2 separate regions of the Ovis aries genome follow, and region 1 is linked to region 2. The links are chromatin contacts, called in public Hi-C maps. All regions are on one chromosome and are shown on one strand. Each heading gives the region's core, a stretch centred on a gene start, on an enhancer-like site or on the middle of the called end of the contact. The rest is flanking DNA. Distances are from core to core; before and after follow the strand shown. Region 1 has its middle 220 kb from the start of FAM43A. Region 2 overlaps XXYLT1 (xyloside xylosyltransferase 1).

Evidence for each region. A called contact is a pair of places that touch in the nucleus more often than the background predicts.
Region 1: a contact with region 2 is called in a Hi-C map of liver, with 4 times the contacts expected there. The contact joins two enhancer-like sites. A contact is called at or near these places in 2 of 16 Hi-C or Micro-C datasets (liver and muscle).

Annotation. Positions count from the first base shown.
Region 1 is chr1:193,459,888-193,466,108 of ARS-UI_Ramb_v3.0, forward strand. No RefSeq gene overlaps it. Among named protein-coding and RNA genes, the nearest start is that of FAM43A, 220 kb to the right of the region's middle. Within about 2 kb of position 2,239, at least 17 of the 54 cell types and tissues checked have an H3K27ac peak or open chromatin away from gene starts, as enhancers often do. A contact at or near this core is called in liver, where this site is marked.
Region 2 is chr1:193,268,760-193,274,830 of ARS-UI_Ramb_v3.0, forward strand. The region is part of intron 3 of XXYLT1 (xyloside xylosyltransferase 1); the gene reads left to right. Among named protein-coding and RNA genes, the nearest start is that of XXYLT1, 130 kb to the left of the region's middle. Within about 2 kb of position 3,957, at least 14 of the 54 cell types and tissues checked have an H3K27ac peak or open chromatin away from gene starts, as enhancers often do. A contact at or near this core is called in liver, where this site is marked.

The DNA of each region.
Region 1 (6,221 bases), core at 989-3,488, 190 kb after region 2:
GCACAGTCTTGTCCCAACATACTGACTTAGGCTTCTTCCACTTACTCCTCTGCTTGTCCCCTATGCCTGGGTTACATTCCACCACCCCCGCCACCGCCATCGTTCTTACAGATTGGATCGATATCCACTCATTCATTCATTCTTTATTAAACACTGTGCCACTCTCCGGAGAGGAGCACAAGAACGAGGAAGTCTTTACCCTTGGGAAGTTATGCTGCTTATTTTCTCTGACCGTTTCAAAATGGGCCTTTGCTGAGAACTTACTTGAAATGCTGATACCAGAAACTTCCTTCCTTGGGGAAATATCGTTTTACTGCCATGCCTTTCTCTGAGTCAATACTTACCATAGACTCTGTGATCTGGTTCTGGCATCTACACATCTCAGAGCCCCTTCCACAGCTTTCCCACCATAGCCAGCTAGCGTTGGCTGGACATATGCCAAGATCAGGGGCCTCACTTCCTCCTGAGACACCTGGTATTAAGAACAAAACCCTGTTTCCTTTTGGTCCTAGCTGGATCCTCAGGGGTAAAACATGGTACAAATTGCCTCTTTGTCCACAGGCGAGGTCTTTGAAGGTTAGTTGAAGGCCTTCAGCAAGGCCTCTCACCAGACAACATCTTCTCTCTCTGAGACCTTGCCCAGCTTCATAAAGTGCACCATGTAGACCCTCCCGCTCCCTGGCCCTCCACATCGCTTTCTCCTTGCTGTCCTCACATGCACCCCTTCACAGATCCATGACCACATGCCAGCTGATAACAAAGCACTGCATTAAAATAAAGCCTGGGGGCTATCTTGGTGGTCCAGTGGCTAAGACTCTTCACTCGCAATGCAGGGAGCCTGGGTTCAATCCCTGGTCAGGAGATGAGATCCCACATACTGCAACTAAAGATCCCAAATGCCGCAAATTAGAACCTGGGATGGCCAAATGAATAAATAAACATTTAAAAATAAAATAAAGCCTGACTGGAGCAGATGAGTCCAACAATAGGCAGGAGAAGACTGTGAAAGTTGCCTTGCACAGACTTTGTCCTCTCTCAATAACTTTCACAAAGATCTCGCATACATTTGGTTATATTTTGAGATGGGCTTGCAAAGGATTAAATTAAGTGTTCTGCTGCTGCTGCTGCTAAGTCACTTCAGTCGTATCCGACTCTGTGCGACCCCATAGACGGCAGCCCACCAGGCTCCTCCGTCCCTGCGATTCTCCAGGCAAGAACACTGGAGTGGGTTGCCGTGTCCTTCTCCAATGCATGAAAGTGAAGAGTGAAAGTGAAGTCGCTCAGTCGTGTCCAACTCTTAGCGACCCCATGGTCTGCAGCCTATCAGGATCCTCCACCCATGGGACCTTCCAGGCAAGAATACTGGAGTGGGTCGCCATTGCCTTCTCCGAAATTAAGTGTTCTAGAAGTTTTAAAGTTGCCTTCCTCCCTTCACTTTATCGTTCTGAGCATTCTCCAAATGACATTCTTTGGGGGGAAAAATAGTCTGAAACTTCATGAAATATGCTTTTTAGTTGTTGTAGGCAATAAAAATTGATTCTAATTTCCACAGGAAGATGTGTGTGAGTAGCATTCTAGAAGCCTTTTGCTGTGCCTTTGGTTTCTCTTTGTGTCCCACTTGAGTAATTTCTTCACATCTTTCTGTCCCTGAGCTTAGAAACCTGGTAAATAAGCAAGCTCTGGAGAGAGCCGGAGAGCCAGCAACTTCCTGGAAATATGAGGCCACGAGGCTAAGCACAGAAACGCTCTCTTTCCAGGAAGGAGTGACTGAATCAGAGCAACGACCTTGGCTTCCAATCAGTCCTCATCCAGGTTTTCCCACTCTTCCTCTCTGCCCCGACCTTCGCACTCCAGGCTGTGTGTGTGTGTGTTGGGGGCGGTGTGGGGGGGGGGGGGTGGGGCGGGGACGGGTCGGGGAGCTGGGATTACCCACCACACCACCCCAGCCCCAGCTCTCTTGCACAAGCCCATCCTGCCTTTGGCATGTGCCTCAGGACTCTCTTTGTCCACAAAGCTAGGTTGAGTCAAGTTTCCTCTCCATCTCCGAGAAGAATGCCATCAGGAAGCTCAATTATTTCAAGAATGTCGAATATAGTATTTTAATGGAGCCATTTTCCATGTCCCTCTAGAAAAAGGATGTAGAGTTTGTTGTTGGTCTATCTGCAAATGAGTCTTTTCACACTACAGCGCTTTCCTGATTTCGACACAGCAAACTTTGGGTACTTTTCTCTATCACGAAGAGATTTTGTCTATGGTTCTCTCTCCACAGGTGTAGTCCAGTGAGACTGGCTGTTGAAATGTAGGCGGTGTTCTTAGGAAAGGGGCCTGCCCTTGGAATTAATCCTGCAGTTACGGTGCCAAGCCAAGCTATGGCAAAACATCAAGCAGGGTGTTGACATTTATTTCTAGATACCGTGCCTGGTCCTAAAACGAAACCATGATGCTAGCAGCAGGGCGGGAGAAACCAGTGCCTTCTGTGCTATTTGGCTGCAATACAAGTGGATAAAGTTTTCGACAACATTTTATTTTGGGTTGGTGTTCTTCCCATGATAAACACCAAACCAGTCAGCAGCAATAATGAGTTCTCGGCAATCGAGATTGTTGCCATGAGAAAAATTCCTCAATTTTCTTTGTCCAGGATGGGCTGTTGGATCCTCTTCTTTGTTGGGGTAGGTTTATATTTATCACAATAAAGATAAATAAAATAAGCAATTAAAATAGTAAAGTTGAGAGCATAATTCATATCCCTTGGCTACTGTGCTCCAAATACTTCACTACTTTGGAATTAAAAAAAAAAAATCTTTGTGTAACAGTCACTGGCTTTTCCAGATGAAACTGGGCTACACAAACATTCTTTGAGTATGTGTGATTTCACTTAAACCCTGCGTCCTGGCTCAGGGACCTATTGCAAAACCTGATGAATTCAGGGAAATGAATAATCCTTACTCTTGGATCACTTAGTGAAAGAGCATTCAGACTTCTTTGAAGCCGGAGAAGAAATGTTTTTTAGACCCAAAGCTTCCTGTGCGGTGCTGAGCCCCTAGTATTACTCCATTGAGGGGAAGTAGAGGCAAGGGAAGGGAATGTTGTGGAGAGAAACCACGTCACTGAACCAAGGTTTAGAGTTCTTTAAGATGCACCTTCCTGTGTCTTGCCCTGGTTCACCACTAGCCTTTCCGCCTGCCCTCTCCTTGGTGGGTCAGAGTGTGGGGGAACAGGATGGACCGGGAGAAGGGGAGGTGAGAATGTGAACTTGTGTCCTTGCGTCTGGCAGGCGTGTTTGGGTGTAGGTTTTACACATGAGGAAGAGGTTGTTAACATTTCTTTGACTTTGAAAACGCCTTTGACCCCAGCTGCACAGAAACTCGCTTTACTGGCTTGGAAGACAAATAGGACGACATCTGTTTGCAATGTTCCAACTAATCACTTTAGCCACCCCCACAGCCGAGCACGCAGGAAGTCCTGTCCCCCTCAGGACTTCCCACCTGGTGACACCAGGAATCCTCAGCCTGCGGGGCCCTGGAACGGGCTGAAGAGTGGAAAGAAGGACAAATGAACAGGGTTCCACTTGAGAGGACGCTGAGGCTCCTCTGTGGTCTCATGCTTTAACCACCACCTAAACGCCGCGGGATGAGGGCCCCGACTGCATACCCAAGTTTCCCCACCCCTTCAGGAGGAGCTTGGGGGGACAGGATGGATCTACTTGGAGCCCTTTCCTGCCACCTGGCCCCAGAGCCAATCACCTGAGGCCACACTTCTAGTCATGTGGATCCTCAGAAGGATGGAGTCAGGGCTGCTTTGGGGTTTTCCTCCCTGGAGCTTCCTTGACTCTGCAGTTTTAGCAGTGCCTTCCCGAGAGAGGCAGTGGGGTGATAGAGGGACAGGTTTATCCCTGGTTTGGAAAATCTCCGAGTCTGTGAATAATTCTAGGTTTAACCCCTCCCCACCCCCAAGTAAAATTCTATGGCCATAATAGGAAGGTCTCACAAGGCACAAGGAGACTGTCACTTAGTGGAGAGTTGGAGGTTTGTGGCAAGTGCTCAGAAGCCTTAATTTATTCCTAAGGAATCCACTTCCACCTGGGAAATCTGCACCAAGTCAAGGTCACACCAGTCAGCAGTAACGTTAGTTTTGGGGTCTGTCCACTTAGGCGTGTGCAACTAACTCAAAGAATATATAACCTGTTTTTCAAACAGTATTTGTAACTCCTCTTTTTAGTGTAGATAACTTACTCTGACTGCTACTTTCCTCCTCCAAAGTCTTATTTTAATATTTTCAATCCTACAGAAAAATTTTCACATAGACTTATGATCTGAGTACTTTTCTGTAATGCTTCAAGAAAAGAAAATTCAGACTACTGCCTCGAACACCCACATATCCTTCAGCTAGATTCACCAGCTTTAATGTTGTGTCATATTAGCTTTATCTGTCTGCACACATGCACACATACATTTGTATATTAAAATATGTATATATATTAGTACATATACACCTTTAAGGTAGTTTAACCATGTGAGAAGAGTATGTCACAGACACCATGATTCTTCACTCTGTAATGCCATGTGAATAAAAATAGAACATTCTCCTATATAACCACAGCCACTCTAAGGAAACTTAACAAGGATACAAAACTGTGATCAGATATATAGTCCCTATTCAAGTTTTCCCAGTAGCCATGATAACTGGATTTAAAATTTCTAGGATACAATTGGGAATCATACAGTGCCTTTAGTTGCCATGTCTTTTCAGTCTATCTTCAATTGGAATAGTCCCCACAACTGTAAAAAATATCTTTTGTGACACTGATGTTTTTGAGGAGTCTAGGTAAGCTGTTTCACAGACTTGGATGTTTTGAATGTTTCTGATTGTTTCTACATGATTTATGTTAAGCATTTTCAACAGGAACAGTACATAAATGTTGTTTACTTCCATTGTATCTCTTGAGGGGACAGCACAAGGTGCCTGTCCCGTTATAGGGTATGTTACATCTGATTGTTCAGTTAAGGTCATGTCAGCCAGATTTCTCCTCTGTGACTACTTACTACACATTTCAGTTGAAAAGAGTATGTTGAGAGAACATTCTAAATAATAATAACTTTTAAAAAATGCTTTTAGCTACTGGCTAATATAACAGTCCACTTTATCTCTTCTCTTCCCTTTAGTTTCCTGACGGGATTTCAGAGTCATCCAAAGCACTTCTCGGGCAGAAAGGCACTAGTCCGTTTATGCAGCTGCCCACCATTGATAACCGGCTGGGTGCTTGTCCACAATGGCCCTACGACTCTCACTGGATGAAAGGGTCCTCATTCCCCTCACTGGTTCAAAGATGTTCTCTGATTAAGCTGGGCCAGTCGAGCAGCCTTGCGGGAGCCTGTGCTGACTTCCCCTGTGTCTCTCTGGGCAGGGACAGTCAGAGAAAACCTCTTTTTAAGGGTCATACACATACTTGCTTTCTCCTCTTAGACAACACAAATGACTGGATCAAAATACAGCTCGTCTTCCCAATTAATCTCATAAACACGACACAACCTTAAATATAGCTTAAAATACACTAACAAAATAGAGGAGTTTCAGAATGAGGGAGATTATAATGTAGGAAAAGACTGGACTGGGAGTTAGGAGAGCTACATTCAAGTCCCAGCCCTTTGATTTCCAAGCTGTGTGATTTTAAGCAACTCCTTCACCTCTCTGAATTTCAGAATGATTAGCTCCAGAAATAAAATCATATTTATGTCTGTCTATTAATGCATCAAGTAAAAGAAACCAGATGAATTTTCACAGAAACTGGATGACTCTTTAGGGGATGCTGTGGGTGGTCCTGAGGGACACCTCAAAGAAATAATTATATCTGTCCCAGTTACGCTTTGGTAACAAGTTATTCCCCAATCTCAGAGACTCAACACAACCAAAATTTCTCTTTCTTATATGTCCATTACTGGCTTTCTATGGCTCCAGGTTAGTCACAGCAGTGAAACCCTGACTTAATGATGGCTAGAGGTTAGAGGGGCTTAGAGGGAGTGTGTTAGGCAGAGATGGCAATAGCTGCCACATAGATTTCACAAGCTTCTTGTGGGGACTGAGCATGATGTCCTGTGTAAAAAGACTTCGGGCTAGACAAATGTGAGATCTGATTATGTCACTGCCACTAGACTTGGGGCTTTTTAGGAGTAGGGAATAGATTTATTCATCTTCTTCCCAGGGCTTTACCCATGGTAGCGTAT
Region 2 (6,071 bases), core at 2,707-5,206:
TGATCTGTACATTAAGGAGGTGGATTTACTGATTCCTTCCAGATCTGACATTGTTCTGTGTGATGGGAGATTATACATTTGCATTTGATGACTTATAGAATCATCTCAGAGACAGTTCAGATTCATTTCTGATCAGCTGTCCACTCTGAGAGACTTGTAAAAGCTTAGATTTCAGTTTTTCTCTCCCTGCCTTCCTAAGGCCTCCCTTTCAAGCACTGATCTGTGACATTTAGATTTACCAGGGAGCTGTATTGGACGCTTTTTCCAAGGTCTCTTTCAGAAGGTGATGTGCATCACAGGCGGTTCAAGTTCCTTCCACCCTTACCTCTCAGGCCCTCCTCCTTTCACTTCTTAGCCTAGTCCTGAAAGTCACAAGGAGGACATTCTGTAAAATGGACCAGGTGTTGGTGGCTCTCTGCAGAATGGTACCAACGAAGATGAAAGGGCTGTTTCTTTTTCCCAGTGAGCGTGTCTTGGCCCTCGTGCTTTACAGCATCATAATTACATCACAACCAGGCAAGAAAATCAAATCACCTCCCACCAGATTTCCAGTGTTTTTCCACTAGGCGAACAGGGCAGGATGAGGACTTTGGAGAGGCTGAACCCTCCCCCAGTCCACCCAGCTGACAGACATGTGGCCTTGCTGTTGACTGTGTGTTTTCTCCAGGGAGGAGAGGGTGGGATCAGATTGAGGGAAGGAGGAGGAACCCTTCAGGGCTGTCTGTTTTTCTCTATCACCTCTTTCTCAAGAATGGACATTCTGTCCCTGCAAACTTCTTCTTTGGAAGTCACTTGTCCTGTGGGGTCTTTGCCAAGGGTGAACAGAACTGAGGCATGTCAGAGTTGGAAAGTCTGCTCTAAATCCACGAGCTCCTTCTAGAGAACAGGACTTGTGTCTTCACCACTTCTGTGTCTCTAGCACTCGACACAGTCCTGGGCACACAGAATCTGTGAGGACAGTCTCTCCGGATGAGGGAGCTGCGGAATGACCCATCTGGTTTATCCTGACCTTCCTTCGCCACAGGTGATGTGATCTGTTAGTGCCCATTGGACTGTGTGCTCCCAGCTGCAGATGGTGTCTCTGCACCTGTGGGCCAGCCCAGCACCAGGAGGGTGGGTAGATGAACAAATACCACTCCCTCCACCCCAGCTGCTATAGTGTGTGATGTGGCTTCTTCAGGTGAGCTCTGGAGGCCTTTGTGGGGAGGGGCCTTACTCTGCCTTAGGTTGACAGGGGGAGTGGGTTTCCACCTCCCTGAGTTAGGAGTGGAATGCAACTCATTAAAAAAAGAAAAGGAAAAACTGCATTAGCTTGCTCAAGGAAGGTCTTGAGTCTCCTCTGCGTCGAAGAGAAATTTAAAAATAACCTTATAGAGTGGGTATGTGATGTGGCCGTTTGTCACTTTTGACGTTTTTCATTTGCTGACTGCAGAGCAGTAATTCCTAGATGTGGTTTTGTGGTCCTCCCTGCTATCTTTCTCTGTGATCTCAAGGGTTGTCATGGGCTTGCCAAAAAGTTGCCTGAATCAAAAATTTAATTCACATATTTTTATTGATTTATGTATACCTCAGGTCCCATCCACTTGCAAAGATTTTTAAGGTGGCGTCTAATAAAGGAAATATTGGTAAAGTTAAAATAGAGAAAGAAAAGATTTTTTTTTTTAATGTAGGAAGAGAAAGCAAGAAGATATTTAATTGCTTTGATTGAGAATTCAGTCAGCACTTAGCTTCTTGGAGACCAAGGAAAAAAAATAGATTTGGCGAACCATGTAATGTATTTTGCAGCAGCAGCAGCCTTTGGAGTCAGATGCCCTCGGCCAGCTCGGATTTCAGCTACAGTTGTCGTGAGCATCTCGTGAGAGCTCAGAGTCAGCTGGAGGCATCTGTGGGGCATGGGAACCTGGGGTGAAGACGCCAGCCCTCTGCCTGGCTGGAAACCAGCTCTGGGAGGCCCCTGGCTAGTCCCCACACCAGTGCCTCCAGCTGCAGTCTAGATTCTGTACCCTTATGTGGGTTTCACGATGTCCCTTGTCTGCCTGGCCCCGCTCAGGGCCCACTGAGGAACTTGTGTTCCTCTGCGTCTCTCCCTTTCAGGGAGCTCAGCGGGCATAGGCATATTAAAGGCCATCCTTAGTTGAGCTCAGGAGGCCCAACTATTGATTATATTAAGCCCTCAAGGAACAGCAGCCCCATTTTCATCTCCAGACCTCCTCTCTGCTGTTTTCACCGTAACTTTTCAGAAGAGACCATTTTGTGACAGGTCAGAACTCACATCAGGGCTCTCCGTTGTCTGTCTTGCCCAGAACTGCCCTCTGCCCACTCTCCCTTGTCAGCGGCACTGTTGTCTCATCGAGCTCTGCTGTCGTGATGGATGTGTGTGGACGAAGCCACTGACTTCTCGGGTTGTTCTCACGTGGGGCTCAGCCCCTGCTTCCAGACTGGCGCCATCAGGACCTTGCCTGTCTGACCCCACTCCTGGCCACAGACTCTGCCAGTGGACATTTCAGCTTCTTTCAGATAGGGTTGAAAAGCAATGAGGTTTCTTTGTTGAGATAATTTGTATTCGGAAGCCTGGGGGTCACCCAGTACTCCTGGGGAGTCCACTGAGCTTGGATTCCCGCTGGGGCTCACTCCCCACCCAGGAGGTTTGAATCAGGTGGCCAGCTTGGAAGACAGTGGCCACAGCTCCACTCTGCTCACCCCAGCCTCTGCTGTTCCCCACCTCTTTGAAGGTCCCTCCCGTACCCTGCTGGTCAGGGCACTTTACATTGGCTAGTATCTGGAGGCTTCATGGAGCTTCATGAGGAGCCTGCCCTGGGCTTTGTCCTCCCTGCTGAGCCCCCCAGAGGAAGACGATGGGATGAAAGGAGTCCAGGCCCAGGCTTTTCTCACCTTTCCCCCATCCTTTACATTCTGGAGACTGTTCTAGTCAAAGGGAGGAGTGGTGGCTGTAGGCATCCTTTTTCAGGCCCCAGATTTAATGTTGCTGCAGCTTTCTATCAAAATCAGGCTCTTCGTCTTGTTCTTGGGCAAGAGTTTCCCTGTGTATCTCTGGTAACACTGCCTTCCTTGCTCTGTGGTTACTTCTATATGCATCTTTTCTCTCATTCTAGGCCATGAGCTTCTTGAGGGTGGAGACCAAGCCTTTCATTTTTTTTCTTTTTTCTCATGAGTAATTGCTCAATAAATATGTAATAAGTGAATGGATCCTGAATTGGCTGGAAAGAATACCTTTTATTCTTTCAAGGAATACCTTTTATTCTTACTACATCTGTTTTCTCCCACATACTTCTGATAATTCATGGCTGCCTTGCTCACCCTGCACTGTAATGTTAGGAAATACAGATGTGTCTTGCATCCCTGGAAAAAACGGTTTCGGTGCTGGCTCTGACTCCAGCCTTTCTGGAGCCAAACCCTTTCCGTGCTCTGATCGGCTCTAGTGGGAGCCTGGCTGACCACGTCCCCAAGCAGCAGGGGCAGCCCCACAGCGCTGAGGAGCTGTCTGTATCCATTACTCCATGGGGCTTTTGTCTGGAGGCAAGAGGACTCATTATCAAAGTGTCTTGGGTTCCTGGAAGTAGATAGTAAGACGTGCTCATTTGTCCATCAGTCAGCAGATATTTACCGAGTATTGTCTGCTTGCCAGGCCTTGTGCTCGGGTTGGGGCTGCATTCATGAACAAAACAGATGTGGTCCCTACCCCCATAGAGTTTGAATTCTAGCAAGGTCGACATAGAAGCATTAGGCAAATTATTAACAGGAAAAAAGAAAAAAGTGTTCTGTGCCAAGCCAGAAGTTCTCAGAGCTCTCTCATGCTGTTACTGCAAACCGTGTCCGTCCAGGTCAGTCCTAGGGCTTGCATTCATACCTATCGTTTTCCCAGAAGCGTTTCAGTCCCCGGCTCTCTTGTCAGTTCCTGGAGAAAGCCTTGGCATGTAGTCCAGAGCGGCTGCCAAGCACCTGGAACATTACCACATAGCACAAGGGGCTGTACTCAGGCTCTTGCTCACTGTGTGCCTGCTCTTGTCTTCAGTCTTTCCATCTGTAAAATCAAGGTTGTGGGGTCTGGGGCCACACTGCTCAGGCTTAGCTCCACAGAAAACCAATCCTAGAGCATGTCTGGAGAAAAGGATTTCATGAGGAGATAAGTTTGGGAAATTGAACATTTTATTCCCCTCTTCTCAATTCACATAGCACAGTAAAGGCTCTGAGGAGTTCTGGAGTACACACTCTGGGCTGGTTTTGTTGAGTGTAACTTTCTGAAACTTTAAAAATCATATTCCGTTTGTCACATGGCCCCTACTTTGCTGAGGCTTTGAGACTCCGCAAGGCCTGCTCGTCCAGAGACCCAGGGAGGCCCTGTTGCTCTAGTTCTCTGTAACCACAGCTCTGGTGATGCTCTGGGTCAGAGGACAGAAGTTTGGTGTAGGGCAGCGGTTCCAGAGCCTGTAACATGTGGCACCCCTTCCTCTTCCATTATCATGCCCATGTCCAAGGAGACGGCTGACCAAATTTCCTGCAGCGGATTCTGGAGACGTTTTAAGACACTCGCTGTTGGTGGCACTGCCTTGGAATCCACAATCATTTCTTAATTGGCCTCGGAACCGTCAGTTCGCAAAACCCGTCTGTCATGGGAGACTTGAGCAGTATTCAGCATTTCATTAATAATTCAGTGGATGAGCTTCCTCAGATGAAGGCCTTCCAGCCCTTGGGACTCGCTTGTCTTCTGCCTCCAGAGATGCTCTGGGGAGAGTTCTCTGTTATGTTACAGATGTTAATGACTCAGGCAGTAGTACCTCCATGCTCTCCCAGAATCCCCAAAGCCTCATCAGTCGGAAGACGGAAGATTGATACAGGTTAATCCCACTCTAGCTCTGTCAGCAAGCTCAGAGTGGTGGGTGGGCTTGCTGACAGAGAGGCCCTAGGGAGTGGATGCCAATGGCAGGCTTCAGGCAAGCCTCTTGTGCTTCAATGGCGGGGCCGGGGGTGGGAGGGAGCGGGTGTTAGCTATTGCAATAGACTCCTCCTTCTACCTGTAGCATCCCCAAGCATTTAGGAAAAAAATATGTAGAATCTTTTTTTTTTTGGCAAGTTAAAGATACCTAAAAATATTGGTTGAATTCGTTCTAGCTGATTAGATCTGATTCTCATTCCCATTTAGGAAAATTATAGAACATCACAGCTGAATGGGAACACTGAAATCTTCTCACCCACCTCCTTCATTTTTCAGTGTAGGGAAATGAGACCAGAGGAAAGTGACTGTCAAGGTTACCCAGCTGGTTCGTGCAGAGCCTGGCTGGTACCCGGGCCTCCTGGCTCATAGCCCCGTATCCTTTCCAGCGTGTCACACACCCCGCCCTGAGCACAGTGAGCACAGCGCTCTTCTTGGAGTGCTGCAGGCAGTCCCAGGCCCAGCAGTGCTGGGACACCAGATGCTCTTGTCCTTCTCAGGCGCTGTGACGCCGAGGGTCGCGTGGCTGTCCTAGCTGTCACGCTGGTGGGGCAGGTTTATGTGCCAGGACTCTGCTCCCTCCTTCTCTCAGCTCCCCTGCTAGTTTGTGGTGACTAGTGCTGGCTGTCACCTCTTCAAGGCCCCTCTCCCCTTGGAGGGACTTGCCTTCAGGGGAGTTGAGCCTGGCTGCTCAGGGGAAGTGGGGAGCAGCCCTCAGGAGCCAGCCTTCGCATCCTCTTGTGGGCTCTGCTGGGCCTGGCTGCCGGTGCTCAGCCAGGGGCTACTTCCTGGCTAGACACTGAGCTGGTTTTTCCACCTTCCCCTGGAGCCTGGGGAGAAGGGGCTGGAGCAGGGAGATCAGAGAGCCTCCCTTCCCGATCTGCACAGTGTAGGGGTGGAGTAGAGGATGATAAACAAGGGCCCAGAAGTCTTGAGTTTCTCAGGGACCTCAGGGCTAGAAGTGCCTTTGGAGATGACCGGGTCTTGCCCTCAGTATTTATAGATGAGGAGCCTGGGGCCTGCAGAAGGGGCAGCCTTATTTAAGTTCTCATGGTCAGTTGAAGGCAGAGCTGGGGTGAAGCTTAGGTTTCTACCCCATTTTTCATGGAGTCTCAGCTGC